Regions from separate parts of the Mus musculus genome. Here regions 1, 2, 3 and 4 are each linked to region 5. Evidence: chromatin contacts called from public Micro-C and promoter capture Hi-C data. All regions are on one chromosome and are shown on one strand. Each heading gives the region's core, a stretch centred on a gene start, on an enhancer-like site or on the middle of the called end of the contact. The rest is flanking DNA. Distances are from core to core; before and after follow the strand shown. Region 1 holds the start of Galnt16 (polypeptide N-acetylgalactosaminyltransferase 16). Region 2 holds the start of Slc39a9 (solute carrier family 39 (zinc transporter), member 9). Region 3 holds the start of Plekhd1os (pleckstrin homology domain containing, family D (with coiled-coil domains) member 1, opposite strand). Region 4 holds the start of 2310015A10Rik (RIKEN cDNA 2310015A10 gene). Region 5 holds the start of Arg2 (arginase type II).

Evidence for each region. Promoter capture Hi-C pulls out the DNA fragments that hold promoters and counts their contacts. A called contact is a pair of places that touch in the nucleus more often than the background predicts.
Region 1: a contact with region 5 is called in a Micro-C map of embryonic stem cells, with 2.4 times the contacts expected there. The contact joins the promoter of Galnt16 here to the promoter of Arg2 in region 5. A contact is called at or near these places in 1 of 39 promoter capture datasets (liver), 1 of 484 Hi-C or Micro-C datasets (embryonic stem cells) and 1 of 115 datasets of contacts at active chromatin or transcription factors (stem cell-derived neural progenitor cells).
Region 2: a promoter capture Hi-C map of cranial neural crest shows a contact between it and region 5. The contact joins the promoter of Slc39a9 here to the promoter of Arg2 in region 5. A contact is called at or near these places in 2 of 39 promoter capture datasets (cranial neural crest and hippocampal neurons) and 1 of 115 datasets of contacts at active chromatin or transcription factors (large pre-B cells).
Region 3: a promoter capture Hi-C map of the C10 cell line shows a contact between it and region 5, with 4 times the contacts expected there. The contact joins the promoter of Plekhd1os here to the promoter of Arg2 in region 5. A contact is called at or near these places in 1 of 39 promoter capture datasets (the C10 cell line) and 1 of 9 other capture datasets (liver).
Region 4: a contact with region 5 is called in a promoter capture Hi-C map of stem cell-derived epiblast-like cells, with 9 times the contacts expected there. The contact joins the promoter of 2310015A10Rik here to the promoter of Arg2 in region 5. A contact is called at or near these places in 4 of 39 promoter capture datasets (embryonic stem cells, hippocampal neurons, pre-B cells and 1 more).

The regions. Positions count from the first base shown.
Region 1 is chr12:80,517,677-80,520,376 of GRCm38.p6, reverse strand. Galnt16 (polypeptide N-acetylgalactosaminyltransferase 16) reads right to left here and starts at 1,387. Exons shown (of 15, transcript NM_001081421.2): 1 at 1,032-1,387. The coding sequence starts at 1,208. It overlaps Gm26777 (a long non-coding RNA gene), which reads left to right and starts at 2,164. Exons shown (of 5, transcript XR_381753.4): 1 at 2,164-2,700. It overlaps 2310002D06Rik (RIKEN cDNA 2310002D06 gene), which reads right to left. Exons shown (of 3, transcript NR_045490.1): 3 at 2,423-2,700.
Region 2 is chr12:80,642,931-80,645,630 of GRCm38.p6, reverse strand. It overlaps Slc39a9 (solute carrier family 39 (zinc transporter), member 9), which reads right to left and starts at 1,416. Exons shown (of 7, transcript NM_026244.2): 1 at 655-1,416. The coding sequence starts at 750. It overlaps Erh (ERH mRNA splicing and mitosis factor), which reads left to right and starts at 1,520. Exons shown (of 4, transcript NM_007951.4): 1 at 1,520-1,867. The coding sequence starts at 1,865.
Region 3 is chr12:80,692,629-80,695,328 of GRCm38.p6, reverse strand. Plekhd1os (pleckstrin homology domain containing, family D (with coiled-coil domains) member 1, opposite strand) reads left to right here and starts at 1,377. Exons shown (of 3, transcript NR_037995.1): 1 at 1,377-1,384. Plekhd1 (pleckstrin homology domain containing, family D (with coiled-coil domains) member 1) reads right to left here. Exons shown (of 13, transcript NM_001177503.1): 1 at 2,302-2,700. The coding sequence starts at 2,450.
Region 4 is chr12:80,131,547-80,134,246 of GRCm38.p6, reverse strand. 2310015A10Rik (RIKEN cDNA 2310015A10 gene) reads left to right here and starts at 1,403. Exons shown (of 3, transcript NR_033514.1): 1 at 1,403-1,520; 2 at 2,288-2,433.
Region 5 is chr12:79,129,358-79,132,057 of GRCm38.p6, reverse strand. It overlaps Arg2 (arginase type II), which reads right to left and starts at 1,270. Exons shown (of 8, transcript NM_009705.3): 1 at 1,078-1,270; 2 at 145-217. The coding sequence starts at 1,188.

The DNA of each region.
Region 1 (2,700 bases), core at 138-2,637, 1.4 Mb before region 5:
TGGACTTCTCAAGCTGTCTCTGACCAACAGTAGTGTGTCCCAAGAGGTTACCTGCCCCCGTCGGAAGAACGTTCCCATCTTAGCGTTCTCTCAAAGGGTCCCCTAGTCTCCTTCCTCAACAGGTGCTGGGCCTGGCCACACGAAGCCATCACCAGCTGACCAGACGAAAGTGTAGACAGGACGCCCCCTACAGGCTCAGCTTGCCCCCACCAGGTTCTACTGTGCAGCTTAATCCGCCCCCCAACCCCTCGCCCCAGCTCCGCGGGAGCTCTCGGAGTACTAACACCGCTTTTGTTTCTCCTACTCGCTCAGATGTCTGGAGGGTGATCTCATGAGAGGGAACTGCCCAGCCCAACGAACACACAGTCCCCTTCAACTGCAGACCCTAGGGTTGGAGGCAAAGAGCGCTTATGAGTCAAGCCTTCTCCCCGCCCCTGGGGAGCCAGAAAACACCTCCGGGGAAGGTAGGGGTGGAAGCTGAAAAAATTGGTCCAAGTTGATCTTGGATGTGAAGGCGCTAAGCCAAGGGCAGCGCTCAGCGACCCTTCCCTTACCCACGCCGCCGCCCGGCGTCTTTTACCCCAGAGGCTGGAGACCCGGTGCGCACCACCACCTACGCGCTCTTGCTGAGCTCTGCTCCCACCACCCGCTCGCTGCACTCCAGGGCCAGCCGCCTTCTGGGGATGGCGAGACGCCCGCAGCCCCCTAGTCCCCAGCCCCGGTTGCGCGGGGCCGCGAAAGCCGCCACGTTCTCAGTCGCGCGCGCACGCCGGGCCCACCAAACTTGCAGCACTTTCTCCCTGCCCCCACATGCTGTCACCCTCCCTGCATCCAAGCACCCTGGCCCCTCCGGGCCCCGCACAGGTTGCCATAACAACGAGCAGGAATTCTCCAATATATACAAAGCCCGAACGGTGCTCGGGGCACGCAGCCCCCGGTCGGGCCCCGCGAACCTCGGCTAACAGCGGGGGGCAGGACGCGCGCCGAGGATCCCCGGCCCGCCGCTCACCCGGTGCGCAGAGCGTACTCACAATGAGCGGAATGGTGCGGTCCTCGCGGAGCTGCTCTGGTCTCCCGCCGGCCCTCTGCGCGCCGCGGCCGCTGGAGGATGCTGCATGGGCTCGGTTGTCCTGCCATAAGTAGTAGAAAGTGCCCAGGATCCAGGCTACGGTCAGGATGGCGATGGCATTGGCGCGGATCTTCCTCATGGTGGGCGGACGGGCGCTCCGCGTGGGGCCCGAGGCCGGCGTGCTCTCGGAGCCCGAGCAGGGGAGCTTGCTGCCCCAGCCGTTTGTTGTCGCTTGCGCCGGGCTGCTCAGTCCTGCAGAGCAGAAAAAAGAGAGAGGTGGTGGTGGTGGTTGGGGAGGGGGGGGGGGTGTGATAGGAAGAGACAGGAGCGCAGAGCGATCCTCACGGTCCTAATGCCCTTCAGCCCCGAGCGCGCGCGGCCCCGGGCGCTCATTCATTCGCGCGCCTAGCTGGCTCTGTGCTCCAGACGCCGCGGGCAGCCGGGGCCGCTGCGCACCCGCTAAAGAGCGCGCCCGCTGGGAAGTGGCGCGGGCCTTCCTCCCGCATCCCGGGTCTCAGCGAGACAGACGCGGGGTGGAATGGCGATGAACCAGAGCTGGTCTCTGCTCTCTCAACGCTCGGCTATCTCTCGCCCGTCCCCTGCCCCCGCGTGGCCCTGGTCTGTCTCTCCACCCACACCTAACCCACCGCCGAGCGGACCTGAGTCACCAGCGAAGACGCGCGACCCCTGGCCTTGGCCCGAGTCGCCTAGCTGCAGTTCCCGGCAGCGCTGAGAACTGAGCTCTGGCGCAGGGTTCAACCTGTGTTCAGAGAGTCCTTCGGAGGGGGCAAGGCTAGCGAGTAGGCAGTCTTGACTTTGCACCGGAATCCTTCTCGGAGACCCAGGATTCCATCCGCCTCGGTGGCCCGAGGGGGTGGGGAGTTGGAAGCTGATGCACTTGACACTCTGGAGAGCGAGGTGAAGCTGCGCTGCGGTACAACCAATGCAAGCACAGGGATGCGATCGCTGGACATCTTTCATTACCCTGGGGCTCCTAGCTTTCTCTTAGTTCCTATCCACACCGGCATCGCGGCTCCCTGAACTGTCCTGAGGCGTCATCACCGTTCCGTGAGAGTGAAGGGAGGCCATAGAGGCCAGGCCACAGGGTTCGATTAGTGGACAGAACCCTGTCTAAGAGCCCTCTGACACTTTTCTGACAAAGTGCAAAATAAGGTGGTGAGAGACAGGATAGACATCATTGAGATTCTGATTCTGCGGAGGCCCTGAAGTCGATGAGAGGTGAGAAGCAGGTGTGAATAATTCAGGCTCCAGGCAGAAGACAAGGCGGGCTAGGGCCTGTCAGGCAAAGGAAGACACACACTCGGAGCTCTGAGATACCAAAGTAGATGCTGCGGAGGAAGAAATAATTTATTGCAAACTGGTCTTCAGTAACGAACTACAGAAATGATTCCTGAAAGTATAGTCTTGCAAAGTGGTCTTTAGGAAGGCTTCCCAGAGAAAGTGGATAAATCTGGAGAATAGGAGGGTAATCCCAAAAAGGAAGAGAAGAATAAGGAAAGGGCAGGGACAGCCAAGGCCCTCAGGATAATATCTCATGAGAGCATGCTGGATACTGGCAAAGACCTGGTGTGAGTTGAGACTGGCCAGACTGGGCAAGTCTAGATACTGGA
Region 2 (2,700 bases), core at 167-2,666, 1.5 Mb before region 5:
AAATAACCCAAAGTGCATCCTGCATTGCAGACTAGGTTTGGCCTCAAACTCAAGAGATCTATCGCCTCTGCCTCCCCAGAGCTGGGATTAAAGGCGTGCAAAAAGTTTATCTCTAAACAAAGAGATTTGAAAATAATCTCAGAATATCCATTCCAGCCCTTGGCTTCTTTGAAAGGAAATGATAATAACAACCTACTGTAGCTTTTTTCTCTCACACTGATTGTAGTGCTGACATCCTAAGCTTTTCTCCAAAAACATTCATGATTTTTCTCAGAAATTGTTATACTGATTTCACCTCAGTGAAATAGTAAGTCTCCATTTGGTTTTATCTGATATCTTGATTTCTTGAAACCTCCAGGAATCATCAGAAATGTAACTGTGGTTCCTGTCTCTTGAAAAATGCAGAGCCCCAACTTTTGGTGGTCGTGGGGGTATATAATTTTCAGAGGATTCTGAACACTCCAGGTTCTCCAGTGTATCATCTATCTACCATTCTTGGTTAAGATGTATACGGTTGAACACAAGCTTTGTTTCTACTGTGAAATGTTACATCTTTTCCTTAATGAGACCTTAGAGCTGAGAAACAGCTTCTTTGCAAATATAGCTAGGTCTAGCATCATCCTAACGCTTGGCAGACAATGGAGAACGTCTTACCTCTGAGAAATTAACAGCCAAAGGAATGATTCCGGCCACGTAACATCCCACCAACATTGCCACAGACAGCAGACTAATGGAGAGAAAGTCATCCATTCTGCCCTCCCGTAGTCACCCTCTACCACCAGGCTTTAAGATTCCAGCAGTTTCGAAAGGCGCTTAGGCTGTTTAAACGCGTGGTCTTCCAAGCAAACGGGAATTTGCCCACTTCTTTCAGCCTTGCCACCAGCCGGGGTGTTCTCGAAGCACGCCACTCTCTTAAGAAGCAAGCTCCTTCTGCTGACTCTAGCACCAGAGAAAACTTCGCGCAATCTTAGGTACTCGGTTGCCAGCCACTGAGATTCCGGTCGGTCACAGATGGAGAAATTGTGCTGAAAGAGACCTCAATCGTCGGAATGAGAGTGTCACGACGACCCGCTCCTAGACAAGGCCCCTGGTAGCAGTAGGAAAGAGGGGTAAAGCCAAGTGTCTTCTTCGCACGCTGTACCTGTTCCTAGGGGTGGCACCGCAGGTGATACGCCCCCAGGGAAGGGACCAGCCCACCAGTCCCAGCAAACTACCTTCCGAGTCTAGAGTCGGGCAAGATGTCCTGCAAGTCTCTCACTTGGGTCGGAGGATTCAACAGCAAAGTCGACACGATGCTGTCTCTGCCCTACACCCGGTGCTACCCATGGTACTTCCCTCAGCCAGGCCCTGACCCTGAGTCGCCAATACTACAGCTGCCATGGCCGCCAAGTGGCACCTCTTCATTACTCCCACTTCCGGATTGTCTCACAGCCTCCTCTTTAGCAGGGCACTTCCGGGTTACAACCGACCTATCGGCCAGGTCCTTATATTGCCGCCATTTTTTTAGAAAGGCTTAAAAAAAAGACGACTGGTGTCGCTGTTGTATTCCCCATCACTTTAGCCGCCTGTCAGTTAATTAGAGTACAGAAGGCAGAATCCCGAAACGAACTCTTCTTCCTAAAGCGGAGAAAGAGTCTCTTACCCATCCCGGCGCCCTTAACCAAGATGGCTGAAACAGCGTCAGTATCCACTCTAGAAACCAGAAACGTGTGTCTCTCTATGGTCTGAAAGATTCCTTTTGCGTCGCGCTTTCGACGACTTCCGGCGGCGGCTCTCGCGGGATTGGCTGTTGGCGGCGTTGCGGCTGAGCTCGTGTGCGGCAGCAGAGGTGTTAGCGGCGGCTGCAGCAAGAGCGTTTGGCGCGATGGTGAGTCCTTAGCGGTTGCCGGGGTCCCCAACTTAGAGGGCCACCCCTGCTCGGTACATCTTCCCATCCTTCCCGCCCCTGCCCTTCTAGCGCGAGCGAGGGAGCTGCTCCCCGCCCCCTTCCCCCCGGCTCGCGGGTGGACCCTTCCCCTTCCCGGCGCTGAGCCGCGGGGCCTGCCCGTAGGCCCCGGACCTGATCCTCCTCCCTGCGGCTGCGCGCCTCCCGCCTGATGGTGGGGGGCGAGGTATGCGGTGGGCAGACGATGCCCTCCCTGCCGATCGCTGCCTGGAAGAGGGAGGTGTGGGGTGCCGTTCATTTCTCATCAGATGCACTAGCCGACTGTAGGAACAATGGCCGGGGAACGTGTTAGACGTTTCCTGAAACTGACACACCCGTCACCTTACGGTTCTCCGTAGGTCGGCCTTAGGGGGTCGGATTGGCTTTACAGTGTGCTGCCTCAGCCTGCCCCCTAACCCCCGAACTTCAAAAAAGAAAGTATTTTTCCTTTTTCAGTATCCTTAGTTGCCCTGTTTTGCCAATTTTGTCAGCCTTCGATCTTGTTCTTTCTTATATTCTCCTGGGAGTGGAGCCTGAAAAGAGACTCCAGGGTCCTGGTCCCAAAATCCGGCAGGGAAGGTTTTTGTTTTATTTGTTAAGTTGTGTGTCTGTGCTTGCACGTGAGTACAGGAGCCCTCAGAGGCCAGAAGAGGGAATGAGATCCCCTGGGTCTGGAGTTAGAACAGGCGGTTGTGAGCGGAGGATGTGGGTGCTAGGAACCAAACTCATGCCTTCTGTAAGAGTAGCACGTGCTCTTAACCACTGAGCCATCAACA
Region 3 (2,700 bases), core at 128-2,627, 1.6 Mb before region 5:
CTTTGCCCACAGGAAAGTAAGCTAACAATGAGAGCATCCTCCTACTGCTGTTTGAGAAAGGTGAGGGTAGAGGTGGTGGGGTACTGGGAGCTCCGGCTAAGACAGACCCGAGGAGGAGAGTTTGAAAGAAGTCAGCCAGCCGCAGCCAGTTCCATCCTGCCCAGTGGTTATTTATGCAGCATGGAGCCCTTCCAGGCCTCTTCCCCTCAGCTGCCCACTAGGGCATTGATTTCTCTAATGGCAAGCTTCTGCAGTGGAGGGCATTGGCTGCTCTGTCCCAAGCCTTCCTGTGGTCACTAATTATCTGAGGTCCAGAGACTGCACTTCACAAATGGGAAAGTGGAGCCCAGAGGCCCTACTGGGCAGCAAGAGGAGGCTGGCTGTGCATCACTCCTCTGTACCCAGACTTTCTGACTGGCTGTTACTGACTCAAGGGGAAATGGAGGATGGGGAGGTGATCCTCCCAGAGGAGGGGCCGTGAACAAAGACCTAGAGCTGGCAGGTAGGAGGTTTTCTGAGACCCAGAGGAGAGAGAGTCTGCACAGGAAGCTCTTGAGACAGAGGTGACAGCCTCTTTCAGAGGACACAGAACTAACTTGGTCCTGCAGTTACTGTTTTGACTTAGACTGACTGGTTTGGTTTGGGCCGCTGTGGGAACTGCTGTTGGAAACTTGGGGCCCCAACTCCAAGTGCCCTGGGCTATCAGCCTCAAATTAACTGTTTATGCAGGAGCCAGGCTCACCCGCCCCCAACCCCATACAGGGAGCCAGGACACTCAGCCTGGCACCTACCACATACCGGATGCAATCGGGTGAAGATGCCTGGCAGGGTAGTCTTAAATTAAATGAGGACTCAGAAGAGTACCTGGGATAGTCAGACCCAATGGAGAGAGATGGCTGCCTACAGTAGTGCTCAGGATATTCTGCTGGGAGTCAACAATAACCCCTCCCGTCCCCTCCCCTCCCCTACCTCTGCACTCACCACACACACACACACACACACACACACACACACACACACACACACAAGTGGCAGAGACAGAATGTTCTTGGCCCTCAGTGGCTGCCATCAGACAGTTCAGCCCTGTGAGTCTCTCATATAATCTTCACTCTGCACAGAGCCTTCACTTAAAACATCAGAGGAAAACTCAACTTGGGAGGCACTCAAGGGGGTCTGTAATCCATTAAGTCCCCAAGAGAAATCAGGCAGAAGTAATAAAAGTGTATGAAACCAGCTCTGTAAAACATGAAATCCCATCCACACCTCCATTTGTCCTGAGGTCTTACAGGAATATTAAATTATTCATCAAAATTGATCAGAACTAACCACTACCACACACACGTGATCTGCAGCCCTGAAAACATCAGAGGCCTTCAGACTCAAGGTGTGGGAGGGAGAGGGGGCTGTGCTTCCAAGAATGTTCATACCCTCCAGGGAGGGACCAGGACGAAGTCTGAGTCTTCTAGACACTGCAGGAAATCTGTGTTGACTTAATGATAAAAGCTGTGTAGAAAATGGCCTAGTGCACATGCAGTCAGCTTTGTGAGGTTCCTGCAAGCCCAGGTCTGGGAGTGCCCCTTCTCCCAACACTTGTCATGGCCATAGAAAGCCCTATTGGCATCTGGGCTTTCCTTTGGAGTTGGGGCAGAGAGCCTCGTGCTGATAATAGGGCAAGGATTGCCCAACACCCCCTCCCAACCAGTCCTTTGGACAGGACCAATATATCCTCTCTCCCACTCTAACTTCAGTGATGTCAGGGCACAGTTTCCAACACAACTCCTTAGAGAAGGTTTGTGATTCTCCTTTCTCCCGAGTACTTCAGAGTGGCAGTGGTCGGGCTTGCTCAAATACCATGTAAGGTTGAGGATGCGTGAAAGGATAGAGGAGAGAGACGCCCATTTCCCAGCCCACTTAAAGCCTCGGCCAAGGGATGGAATTGGCTGTGGAGGTCTCTGGAGAATCTGGTTGGGATGGGATTTCTCCTTCTGCAGACTGGCCCGACCTAACCTCAATCTCTAGCCCACATGCAGCCTCGCCACTTGGGACTCGCGACTTAGTTCATTCCACAGAGAATTCCCGGCATCTACCGGCCATTCTAGCTCTAGCGACCAATTAAAGTCGCATCTTCCAGGTGGGGGACAGCATAGAGAGAAACTGGCTGGGCAGGTCAAGGTCACAGCGGAAGGCTGAGGCAGGGCGGTGACTAGATGAGTGGGAGGGGTCCTGAAGCTCGGGGCTCCCTCCCGGGGTAGGGAGGGGTGGGGAAGGGAGGTCTCCCAGGACGCGGGGGACACAACTCACCGCCGGGACCACTTGGCCGAGGATCTCCCGAACGGCCGTTTCCACAGAACCCCGTAGAGCTGCACTTTGGTGCTGATGTCCAGCGCGTCCGCGTCCGCCTGCTCCAGGGACGGCGATGGCGACACGGAGTTGGACTTGGATGTGAACATCGTATCTCGAAGACTGTGCCCTGGCCGGGCCCACTCCCTTCGTGGGACTGGAAGGGACAGGGAGGACAGTGGGAAGCAGTGGGCACGGCGAGTGCAGGCAGCTGGGAACGCCGTCGGGGCGCGTATCCCGACGAGCGGAGCGGAGAGCGGAGGGGCGCGGGAAGCTTAGCCAGCGGCTGGGGCGAAGCTCCAGAGCGCTGTTGGCCGGGAGGGAACTCCGCGGGGAGGGCAGCTCCGCCGCAGGCTCGCA
Region 4 (2,700 bases), core at 154-2,653, 1.0 Mb before region 5:
GCCTTTGGATGGGTGGCAATGCTCTGGTCCCCTCTGCTCACCACACCCAGCGCTTTCTTGGGTTCTCTCCAGGACCTTCCTGCTCCCTTCTTCTAGACCCCTCTTTAGAATTTCCACAGAAAGGCCTTTTGTGACAGCTTCCACACAGCCCAGTATAAATCACACATGCTCCTTGATTCGCAGTGAAGCCCTGTCCCAACAATCCCTTCAATGAACTGAAAAGGCCAGGTAGCGTGGAGAGTACACCTGCTTCCGTAACGTACCAGACGTCACCACTGTGCCATGCAGTACACTATAGACCACTGTCTGCTTCCCACTCACGACTGTAGGAACTTCCCGCAGAAGAATACTGTGTTTATTGCTAGTCCGGGGGAAAACCCAGAATTAAAAATTCAACTGTGGTTTCTACTGAATGTATATTATTTATGTTTCACCTTACAGGTGAAATTATGATAAACTGGGGACTGTTTGTAGTTCCCTATTTATGTCTTCTTTCAGTGCCTTAATATTTTCCTCTATAAGAACATGGAAACTTTTCCAAACTGGGCCTGGTGAGATGGTTCAGTTTGGTGAAGGTGATTCACAGGCCTGATGATCTGAGTTTGGTTAGAATCTACAGAATCCACATGTTAGAAGGAGGGAATCCAGTCTTGAAAACTGCCCTGATTTAAATAACTATATAAAATATATACACACATATACATATATGCATATATATTTTATAAGTGAATTAAAACTTTTTCAAGGGGCTGGAGAGACGGATAAGCAGTAAAGGTCATTGGCTACTCTTCCAGAAAACCCAGGTTCAATTCCCAGCACTCACGTGCTTACAACCTTACAAGCTTACAGCCATCTGTAATTCCAGTTCAGGGGATTTAAAAAGTCCTCTTCTGGCCTCAAAGTGCACTGCAGGCACACGGTACATAGAAATACATATAGGCAAACAGCCGTACACTTAAGATTTAAAACTTTCTCAAGTGTCATCTTAGATTTGTGAAATTATCCCGCTAAGTGCCATATGGTTGAGAGCTCCATCAGGGTCCTCTGTGCTCTGTCTGCATACTGTATACTGGAGTGGATGATAGAACCCTGGCCTAAGTAAGTGGGCTGAGCTGGTAGATTCAGGACCAGCGGCCAACAGCAGCAACATTCACCCTGGAATGCCATAAAATACAAACTCTGAGTTGGAGTCCGACCAACAGATGGGAAGACGCCTAGGGAAGTGTGGTGTACGCTTTTGAGAACCCTGTAGAAAGGGTCTCAGTGCCCGGTGGTCCAGGGCAGTTAGGATGGCCCCGCGTGTGCCATTCGGCACACTGGCCAGTGGAGGGCAGTGTTGCCACGCCCATCGAACGACCTCGGCTGCTTGAGCGGCGTGAAAGGCCGGCTGGGGAAGACCGGCGGGGCGGCCGCAGTCTGCTCGCCCGGGCGACAGACGCTCCGAGATGCCGAAGGGCCAGCAGCGGCCCCGAAGCTCCGGGCTGGCCGCGCTGTCGCTCTGCCGCGCCCCGGTCTCGAAGGTTCGCGAGGCTCCAGGGCGCAGGGGAGGAGGCTCGCTCGGGCCGGCCGGGGCAGCCTGCCAGAGAGGGCGGCGGAACCTTGACCGCGGCCCCGGAGGCAAAGGGCAGCCTCCGCGTGATGCCTCGGCGAGCAAAACAAGCCGGCCATCTTGGCGCCCTTAACCAGCTCCTGGCCGCTCCGGGCGCGGCCAGGGGTCCGGCCACCGAGCCCCGCGGCGGGCCTGGGATTTGGAAACCGTAATGCCATGGGCGTGGGGAGGAATTTCTAAGAACGGGAAGAAAACTCGAGGCCCTGGCACGTTCCCTGGGGTGTTTGGAAATGCCATCAGTTAGCCATTAGTAGGCAGGGCCAGCGCTTCGGTCAGTGATTGGATTTGTCCCAGTCGCCTCCTAGTTCTTTTTGCCCTATATTCAAAGAGCTTAAAAGTCATGGGTGGTTGAAGTAGGTCAGAGTGATCACCAGGCTGTTGTTGCCTGGCAGCCCAGTGGCAGGGTCCGAGACAAGGTGGTATTCCAGTAGATGCCCTCGGGCCGTACCAACCCAGGGTCAAGGACTAGCTGCTCCAGTGCTATATGTGATCAGCTCATTTCCAGTTTCTCAATCATTCTGATGTCATCCGAGGGACAGAAGACCCCACGGCTCCTCCTCTTTGCCTAGTTTACACATCGGGGTTGTTCTAGCATTTGTAGTTTTCAGGTTCTAGAATATTCTTTTCCTCTGTCAGCCCCCACTAAGAAGCTTTCTTGATTTCCCCCTTTGTTTCCAGTGAAGGTGCCTCTTCCTGGCTAGCCCACCTACATGCTGTCATCACTGGGCTTCTGCAACTCTCAGTCTTTGTGGCTGCACCCTTCCCTTCTGAATCCTGAGGACCCATGAGTGTCAGGCCCATCATGAAATTGGTCGTCTTACTGGGTACGTAGGTCATGCAGGAACGGGTCCTTGCAAGAGGACTACCAAGCGACTGAATAGGTTTTAATCTGGATTGGGGCCTAGGAGTTATTCACAGGTGTTTTGAACCTTCAGCACAGGAGTATGTATAATGGTGTTTCCTTAAGCCCTGTAATGGAATCCTTTTGTGTGTTTACTGAAAGTTATTCTGAGTAGAACTGTCAGGGTGTGTGCGGTAGGAACCAAAACCATAGGTGTGAACCAGACTGAGAAGATGGGCCCTCAGAGCCC
Region 5 (2,700 bases), core at 21-2,520:
TTATCTGCAGAAGGAATCCAAAGGATACCAGATGGGAACAAATTACAGGTGCCAAGCTGCTACCACAGGATCAGGATAGAAGAGATGAGATTCTGAACAGGTTTTTTCCCCTTCCGGAACAAACACAGAAATCCAACCACTTACCCAACCTGGAGAGCCTCTTCAGCAAGCCAGCTTCTCGAATGGCAGCTGGACCATATTCCACTCCTAGCTTCTTCTGTGAATCATACAAACCCCACAGACATAAGAGAAGGTGAGGAAAGGAGCAGAAACACTTTGACACAGAAATCTCTGCTGCTACCCGGAGCTCCTAAAAGACTCCTCTGCAAACCTTTCACAGCATCAAAACTTCTACTGTAGAAGGCTGATCGTTTCACTAAATGCTTAATGGGCGGAGGGAAGATTCTGTTCTTGAAAGCAAATCAACCTTCTGAGTCCCTCACTGAGAGCCAGACCAGGAAAGTCTCGGATCAGGAAAGGGCTCAGTGAGCTTTGATCCGGTACCTGTATCTGGCAGAACGCGGCACCTAGCTTCCCCATCAGTGAGTGCGCCCTCCGCGACAGCAGGTTCCTTTCATTGAAGGCAGAACAAAGCCCCTTCGTCCCTCCCGCAGTTGCAGAGACCGACATCAATTTCTTTCCAGGTTAATGCTCTTTCTGCAAGAATAGAACCTGAAGCCTGCCTTAATCCCCGGTCACCGTCTCTAACCTCCTCTCCGACAATTTCTCAACGATCCCGGTTTTGCCTTCTCCAGCTCCTCCATGGAATCCTCTCTCTTTTCCTTCCTGTCATCACCCCAAAGCTGGAAATGCCCACTCTCCGTCGTCCTGGAGGCCGCAGATGCTCGCTTCTCGATGCCCACTTCCCTCCCTCTCGATGCCCAGTGCCCTCTCTCACCCCCTTGCCTTCCATCAGTCCCTCATCTCCATCTGGGTCCAGGAAAACCCAACGTGCGCTCCACGTACCCGCCATGGGATCCCGCGAGCTCTTCCCCCCGTTTTTTCCCCCCTCCTCCCTCCTGGCCCCAAGAAACTCTCTAGGCTTAGTGTCCCGTCAGCTCGGGTCGCAGCTCTCACCTGTCCCCGAGAGAAAGGGGCTCCGACTATAGCTACAGAGTGGACGGATCTCGTCAGGACGCAAGGAATTTGCCCGTGGAGGAGACGGGAGGCGCTGCTCCTCAGGAACATGATTGGCAGGGAGGGGATTACCCTAGGAGAACCGGCTCGGTGCAACTCAGGACCTCGAGTGAGTGCAGCCTCCCACAGCTTCGATGCTTCACTAGGCGAGCGCACCGCCCTGTGACGTCAGCATCTCTCGGACACGCCTCCAACCAGCCCCCGGCGCACCTTCTCGGAGGACTACAGCTCTCCAGGGCCTGGGACGCGCCTGCCGTTAAGTCACCATTGGACCTGTCCTCTCTTTCCCTGGACACGCTCCCCCCGCCCCCGATGCCTAAGCCACCAAGGCGGATACCATAAAGCCGCTGATCAGAGTGGCACCTGTGTGGTTTCCCGGGAAGCAGCGTCCCTGCCAGGTTGGAGACCTCAGTGGAACTTGAGAACTTGACACATGTACCCGCCCCAGGCGCTATCTCGGCTGAAGAGTTGGCACTGGCCGTGGCCTGCCCGCACCCGGGGTCATCTGCTAACCCACACCAAGTCAGCATCCATCTGCAGCTTTCTATCTCAAAGCTTAAAATCCTAGAAACATTTACCCCATCAGTGTCCTCTTGAGTCTGGCTTTTTAAAAACTCACCTACCTTGGATCTTTGGGGAGAATTTAGAATTTACCAAGCAATTACTTTCTAGATTTTTTTTTTAATTTTTTTAAACAAAATTTTATTTCCTTTTCAGATTTTTTTAAATGTGTATGAGTGTTTTGCCTGTATATATGTTTGTGCACCACAGACATTCATGGTGCCCAGGGAAGTCAGAAGTGGATATAGGATTTGCTGGAACTAGAGTTACTACAGACCTTTATGAGCCACCATGTGAGTGCTGAGAATCAAACCCAAGCCCTTAGCAAAAGTAACAGATGCTCTTAACTGTTCAGCTACCTCTCTGGGCCCCTGTTTTCAGTTCTTTACATGAACAATAAGAGCACTGGTTACTAGAGGCCAACTATATCAACACATTCTGATCATTCTAAATTAAAAGGAGGCTGAAACAAATCCAAAAATATCAAGGAGCTTTTCATGGTTTTAATAGTAAATAGTGGCTGATGGCCCTGCAATTACGGACACACATTGCTCTTGCAGAGGACCTGGTTTTTGCAGAGTTTTATGCATAGCCATTAACCCCAGCTTCTGGGGAATCCGATGCTTCTTGCCTCCACAGACACAGCAAGCTAGGGGAGATAGAAGGATCTGCATTCTTTGTTGTAAGCACAAGTTTACAGTATGATAAAATGGACATATTGAGTGTTTCATACAGTGGCAAGATTGTCTAACACTGTACTCTTAACTGTGACTCTGTAGCCTGCTGTAGTGGCTATTCCTGGTTGTCAACTTGACAATATTTGGAATGAACTACAATCCGGAATTGGAAGGCTCACCAGTGACCCTTATCTGGAGGCTTGGAGATCCTTATCTGGATCTTGGTTTGAAGATCTTGAGCCGTAGTGGCTATGGATTCCAGAAGATTGAATCTCCGAGTTAAGGAACACACCTTTAATCTGGGCTATGCCTTTCATCTGGGATT